2 separate regions of the Mus musculus genome follow, and region 1 is linked to region 2. Evidence: chromatin contacts called from public Hi-C data. All regions are on one chromosome and are shown on one strand. The core of a region is the stretch at or near the end of the contact, and the rest is flanking DNA. Distances in the headings are between cores, read along the strand shown.

What was found. A called contact is a pair of places that touch in the nucleus more often than the background predicts.
Region 1: a Hi-C map of rod photoreceptor shows a contact between it and region 2, with 2.6 times the contacts expected there. The contact joins the enhancer-like site here to the promoter of E130308A19Rik in region 2. A contact is called at or near these places in 3 of 39 promoter capture datasets (the C10 cell line, embryonic stem cells and liver), 1 of 15 datasets of contacts at CTCF or cohesin (large pre-B cells), 13 of 484 Hi-C or Micro-C datasets (B cells, the C10 cell line, the G1E-ER4 cell line and 7 more) and 3 of 115 datasets of contacts at active chromatin or transcription factors (Th17 cells and embryonic stem cells).

The regions. Positions count from the first base shown.
Region 1 is chr4:59,675,449-59,678,961 of GRCm38.p6, forward strand. All of the region lies in intron 1 of E130308A19Rik (RIKEN cDNA E130308A19 gene), which reads left to right. Among named protein-coding and RNA genes, the nearest start is that of E130308A19Rik, 51 kb to the left of the region's middle. Within about 2 kb of position 2,028, at least 4 of the 459 cell types and tissues checked have an H3K27ac peak or open chromatin away from gene starts, as enhancers often do. A contact at or near this core is called in rod photoreceptor, where this site is marked.
Region 2 is chr4:59,624,597-59,628,315 of GRCm38.p6, forward strand. E130308A19Rik (RIKEN cDNA E130308A19 gene) reads left to right here and starts at 1,615. Exons shown (of 4, transcript NM_001015681.2): 1 at 1,615-1,895.

The DNA of each region.
Region 1 (3,513 bases), core at 778-3,277, 51 kb after region 2:
GATTATGCAATATTTCTTCTGAAATGTATTAGCAGAGTGCTATATTTATGATGCAAGTACGTGAACATACGACACATTGTAGTGTGTTCTCATAACATGGTTGTTTATACAGTGTTTTGCGGTTTGTCAGGAGTAAGACATTGATATTTTTGTGGGTTTGGGGATACTTACACTTATTTCTTAGTGCACACACACCAAATAATTTATCTTAAGCCACAGATCTGCTCTGCTTTAAGACAAAAAGTAGTAAAACAGGAAATTTAAAAATAAATATTTGCATATGTATAAATATATATTTTGTTTTTACTATAATTTATTTCACATCTCTAGCTCTTGGTCTTATATAATTTACTGTCTTGGTTGTACTTAGGGGCTGAGGACTTTAGTGTAGTTACCATCTGCACCATGATATGAGTTAATCTTACTTTAAATAGGCGCAAGCTGGGAAGTCACATGACTGGCTTTGTTTGTTCTCACTTCATCTTAGTGTTTCAGAAATTCACAAAAAGAAACCCCAAGGCTTTAGTTTGTTGCCCTGAGATCGAGTGTGAAGTGTTTTCCACAGCTTGTTTCTACCTCTGAGCAGCTTGAACACAGTCGCCAGCAACATTCTAGATTTCTCAGCCCTTTTAAGGACCTAAATATTATTGAATCTCTTAATATTTTATGGGTTCCAAAAAGTAACCATCTATTTCACTAAGCAAAAAAAATTCATGATTAAATATAAGCAGCTATTGAGTTTATTAGAGTCCATGCCTTTGTTCTAGACTTTGTGTATAATATTAATTGTCTAATGTTTATACAAAGAATGAGAGACTCACTTATCCTCATCATAGTCTTTACCATAAAACTATGATCTTCTTCAGTCTGATTTATATTGTCTATGTTTAAGAATTACCATTTCTTTATTGTATGTAACAGATGCCAAATGTTTACATCTTAATGGCTACACATTAGATTCTTAGATTAACCTCTTTATAAATGATTAGTATTTATAAGAAAATTTAGCTGAAGGATAAGAATCATTTGAACATTGTTTTTTGTTTTTGTTTTTTTTTTTTAAGTAATAGTTTATCTTTCCTTATGGTATTTGTGCTACGGCCCTTTCTGTAAATAACAATGGATACGGACACTAAGCCTTTTGTGTGCCTATTGTGATAAAGATACCTTCTTCTCTTCTGTGTACCTAATGACTTCTTAGGCTTTCCTCCCATTTTCAGACATTTTCCTTTTTAGTTAACGTTTCTTAGTGGGTGTATTGTGACATTTCATCTGTATTGTTTGCCTTTGCTTATGCTTGTTCTCCTACTGTCCTTCCCAGTCTCCATTCCACCGTTAACTGTTTGTCTGAGCTCTCATCATAGATGTATATATATCTGTATGTACACACGCGCACACACGCACGCACGCACGCACACACACACAATGCAACTTAATTCAGATTCTGCATATGAGGGAAAACATGCAATGTCTGTTTTTCTAAGTCTGGTTTATTTTGATTAATATGATGACTTCCCATTCCGCCTGATTCCCAATACCTTGGTTCCATTGTCTCCACAGCTCCTTAATGAGACCCCATTGTGTATATGTATCACATTCTCTCCTCTGTTGTGGACTTCTAGGCCAGCTCCATTTCTTGGCTTCTGTGAGTTAATTCTATAAGTATGGATATGTGAGTGAGGGTAGGCTGGCTGTGTCTCTCTGTCGGGGCCTCAGGCAGCCTGCACAGCCTGTGCCATCATGTGAACAGAGCACTGGGGAAGAGGAGTTTCCTTGTTTTTAAAACAGTGAAACCAAATGCACTAGGCGCAGGATTTGTTCCAATATATCTGCGTGTGAGGTACCACCATCTCCCAGGATGGGAGAGAAATGTTCACCATTTTTTCTTTAACCTCTTCACTAAAGAGTGCAAAATGGGTTCCCAAATTCTGGTACTCTGTTTTGCTATGTATATTAAACACTAGGTCTTATGGGTAGCTTACTTTCAACAATGTAAGCTGATTTAGCTTTAGAATTGAGGATTATAAAGACTTAAAACCAAAGATCCTTAATTGCCTGAGTCATCATGGTCTGTGTGCCCTTGAAGTGGCTCCCTCCCACCTGGTGGGGCTCAGGTTGGGAGCACCATGACAGGTGTGGACAACTGACAGGGTTCAGGAGCGGGGCTCAGGATGTGATCACTGTAGCGGTTAGCTTTGGATTAAATCTTTGTTTCTGTGTGTTTTTCTGTGTGGCCCTGGCTGTCCTGGAACTCACTCTGTAGAGCATGCTAGCCTCCAACTCAGAGATCTACCTCCCTCTCTCTCCCAATTAGAGGCCTGTACCTCCAGTGCTCAGTGAGCTTTGAATGAAATCTTAGCTTCCTTATATACTGGCTATGTGACAGAGCACATTTTTATTAAGCACTCTGACTTTGTTCTTCCCTTTAAAATGAAAATGATACCTCCCCCATAAAGGTCTAAATCTACTGTGTTTAGAGTAGCGCTTGCTAAGACGGTGAGCCTCATGTCAGTGTGTGCCATTATTTTAATGTTCATTGAAGCTTTTGGGACCTTCTACATCTCACAATTGCTTAGAAAGGATGGAGTAGCATGGCCATCACAATATTGATGAGAAGGTTTGTTTGTCTGACTAGTGGATCAGTGATGCTTTCTACGAGAGAGAGAGAGAGCAGCCTTCTTAGACTTTGCTCACATTATTCTCAAGTCTTTGTTAAGTGTTCAAGGATTACTTATAGAATGAGAATTTCTACATTGATAAAATAATTCAACAACCAGATGTCATTACACTTCTAAAGCTAGCAAAAGTTTTTAAAATAAGGCAATTGGGTAGAGTAGAAAGGAAACAGACACATGCTCTAAAAGAAGTCAGGTAGATCTGCTCTACCTCAGTTTGACGAAAAGAACTAAAAAAATTCTATTTTTATTCTGTATCTTGGCATTTATCACAAAATAGAAGTATATTAAAAAGATGATCTGGAGCTGGAGAGATCAGTCAGTCAGTGATGCTGGAGAGACCAGTCAGTCAGTCAGCGATGCTGGAGAGACCAGTCAGTCAGAGATGCTGGAGAGACCAGTCAGTCAGTGATGCTGGAGAGACCAGTCAGTCAGAGATGCTGGAGAGACCAGTCAGTCAGAGATGCTGGACAGACCAGTCAGTCAGAGATGCTGGAGAGACCAGTCAGTCAGAGATGCTGGAGAGACCAGTCAGTCAGCGATGCTGGAGAGACCAGTCAGTCAGAGATGCTGGAGAGACCAGTCAGTCAGAGATGCTGGAGAGACCAGTCAGTCAGCGATGCTGGAGAGACCAGTCAGTCAGAGATGCCGGAGAGACCAGTCAGTTAGTCAGTGATGCTGGAGAGACCAGTCAGTCAGAGATGCTGGAGAGACCAGTCAGTCAGTCAGAGATGCTGGAGAGTGTGGGGAGCGGGTGTGGCGGCAGTCCTAAAGGCGCCAGGGACTGCAGCTAAGTCATATGACTTGCACCTGACTTCCTCATATAAGACAAACATCT
Region 2 (3,719 bases), core at 365-2,864:
ACTAAAACTACAACCATCTTATGAACTGCAATATCACTTCTCAGTAGGTACCTGAAAATGTGAGGCTGGAGAGATGGCTCAGTAGTTGCTCTTCCAGAGGACCTGGGTTTGATTCCCAACACCCGGGAGGGAGCTCACACCCATCTGGAATTACAGTTCCAGGACATTTGACACCCTCTACTGGCCTGGGAAGGCACCGAGGGCATCTCTGGCACAGAGATATCCATGCAAGCAGAACAACCCCCACACACATAAAAAAAATTACATTTTGTATCAAATTTTCTATAGAATAGTAATGTTAGTAGCACCAGTTTTGTAGCGTTCCTAGGACTAACTGAATTAACAACTTACTAAGTGCTTGGCACAGACATATCTGGGAGGTGCTATGAAAGGGGTTTTTAAACACACAGCCTTGTCTCAGTGGTGCCATGCTGTGTAGGTAGCTTTTAGTGCCTTGTGTATCAGAGCACCTCTGAGAGTTTTAGCTGTTACAACGGCCCCACTCCTGGGGTGGGATGAATGTGTAGATGCCAAAGTACAGCTCTGAGCTCAGTGAGTCTACTCTTGAGCCAAATACAAATGATGGCCAGCAACATGGATTCAGATTACCCTGGAAGACATGCTCCACTGTGGAAGTAGTTACATTAGCTTTTATTATTATTATTATTATTATTTACAGAAAAAAGGAAGTCATAAAATCAAGGCAATTACCAAATGGCAAGGCCTGCAGGTTGGTGGATTACAGCAAAGTGGGCCAAATTTACAAGTTTCAGGTACTGATGAGATTTGTAGCTTTTGAATCAGTGGAAGCTAGAGGTCAGCTGACAATACATTTCTTCCTTCTTTTTACTATTACTACTACTATTATTATTAGTGGTCGTTTTGCCAGCATGTACGTCTGCACCGCTCTGTCGTACCGCGGGGACTGAACTCCAGACTGTTGTGAGATACTGCCGGGAATCAACTTGGTGTTCTGGAAGAGCAGCCAGTGCTCTTAACCACTTTTTTAGCCACTGCTAAAAAAGACATATTAAAGAGTTTCCTAAGGTCATGAGGGTATTAAGTTTGATGGGTAGGCAATAAATAAATTATTAAGGCGTGTAGAATCTTTAACACCTTGCACTATTCTTTATTTTTTTCCCTGGGAACTCCAGTTTATTAGATGTGTGTGTGGATGCGATGCGGTGGGACATTAGGACACTATGGAGTAAGTACACTGCGGGTCCCAGGCCACCCGGCACAACTCTGTCTGAGGTGTCACACACCTCTAACGCGATCAAGCTCTGCTTACTTCAAGTGTTTAGGCTGAAGTGCGCGGAGGCCAGGACAGCGGACACGCGTGGAAAGTGGCACAGACCGTGCGTGGGTTCTGTACCTGTCGGAGCGACGGGGGCCGAGCTCGGCCGGCTCCGGGCTGCTCGCGTCGCTGACAGGAGCTTGGCCCGCGCCCCCTCAGGGCAGCGAGCGCCGCGGGTCGAGCGCCTTCCGCGGGCGTCGCTACACACTTCCTGTAGGTCCCGCCGCCTGAGGAGCGCTTCCGGTGCCGGCTGAAGCTGGGGTCCGAGCCCCCGCCCCGCCCCTCTCCGGCCCCGCCCCGCGCGGCCCCGCCCCCGCGCTCCAAGCCGGGCGCGCGGAGCCCGGGGCGCACGGAGCGGCGCGCGCCGGTGGCCGAGCCAGGCTGGCGCCTGCGCCCCCCCCTCTCATCGCACCACCGCCGTCACCCGCCGCGCAGCCCGTGGGGCGCCCTTCCCGGTTCACCGACTCCGGCCCCGGGGCCTCCGGCTGTGGTGCTGCCGCCCTCCGTCCCGCCGTCCCTCCCCGTCCAGCTCGGGCCGCCGGGCTCCCGCAGGCCCCACCGCCCGCGTTCCTATGGACAGACGCACAGACACCTGCAGGTGGGTGAGAGCCCGCGCGGGGCTGGGGAGCACGCGGGCGCGGGGCCTCTTTGTGTGTGGGCGGCCGCGCCGTGACCCTCAGAACCTTCCTTTTGTCTGCTCCGGGCCAGCGAGGCGGGAGGGCGCTAGGGGCGGAGGGGTCTGCGGGCGCAGAGCGGGGCGCGCACCGGTTCGCGGCCGGCGGCGTCTTGGCGGGGACTGTCGGTGCGCCGGCGTCCCCCGAGCTGGGCAGGAGGGCGGGACGGAGGAGGAACGGTCTGCCTAGCTAGTTGCAGAGTCTGAGACACCTCGGGGCTCTGCCGGACTAGCTTGGTTGTCCGGAGGTACCGGGAGGTGCGTGTGGGGCGTGTAAAGGAACGTGCGGCGCTTTGCTCCCTTATTTATTGTTTCTAACGGAGGAGGGCTTTCTCCCAAAAGCTCCCCCCAATCTGAGGCTGCGCACAGTGATTTGGGTTTGTTATCAAATAGATCAAGAAACCTAGTGTCCTGGAGAGAGGAGGTTGAGCTGACCAGCAACAAACACATCAGATGAAACAAACAAACAAACAAACAGACAAACAAAAAATGTTTGTGGTTTTCTTACGGCTGACTTTAATTTAAAATGTTAAAGGTCAGGCAGTGACTTAAATGGAGAAAATCGAACATGGCTGATTTTTTTTTTTTTTAATATTTTTAAAGAAATTGTTTTGAAGTTGTGGAGTAAAGTTTTTTCTTGTGGTCCTTAGGATTATCACCGATAGAGTAGTCTACCTACTAAACAGTTAATTGGAGTGTCATGTAGTGACAGCTTTTATGGTAGGGCTTGCATTAGAGAGTAAAACAATGATAGTCTTTCCATGCAGGCTAAAACCTTTGTTTTCCGTTTTAAGATAGGAGATTTTTTTTTTTTTCATAGCATATGAAGAGAACGTGATGTTAGAAGTGATTTTTCCCAGCGGTATTTCCTTATTTTACATGATACATTTATTCCTTACATGCGTACAAACCAAGGGTAGGGTTGTTGTACGTTAGATATAGTGTTTTGAAAGGTGGAAGGTAGTAGCTCTGTTTTTTCTTATTTGATTAGCTGGCTTACTTCGTGAACAGTTGCTATGTGTTCATAAATGATCAAATAATAAATGAAGTACATTAAGCATTCATAAAATTCATTTCACAGACTCACGTTTCTATGTAGGTATTGGGTTATGCACTATGTTAATCTGTTTGTTCCTCACTTTTAGAAACTTTATTTTTGTCTACTGTGAGAATTCATATTGACATACATAAGTCTGACTGTTACCGGGAAATGGTTTTTGTTTTTAATAGTTTTGAGGAGCACTAAACAGCCATTTGGAGAAAATGGAAGATTCCTTTAAAAAGAAAATCTAAATTTGAAGGGAAAAATACTATGGTATGAAAGCTCCTTAAATTTCTATTAAGTTGTTAAAATTTTAAGAAAAAATACAATTCAATGTACTTTTATTCAAGTACCCTATTTTTTTCATAAAAGAATTTAATATGCTTAAAATAGTGACTTTTTTGTGAGAGGAAAATTTACCCTAGATTCTTGCCCCAGTTACATTAGATTAATGATATTGTATACCGAATTTTTATAAGTTATCAGACTATATACATTTATACACACTTGATATCTAGAATATCTAGAAGCAGTTTCCTCTACCATAGTTGATCAGGTTTTGTTGTGACTTCCGGTCTAGATTGGGTAAATGGATTTAAACTATACAAAGGGACAGAGCTTAGTGTGTAGCTCTGGTCCACTCTGGCCTAAACCTTTCCAGCCTCTCTTATAGAAAGCTTAAAGAGGAGTCGTGAATTGGGTTTGTT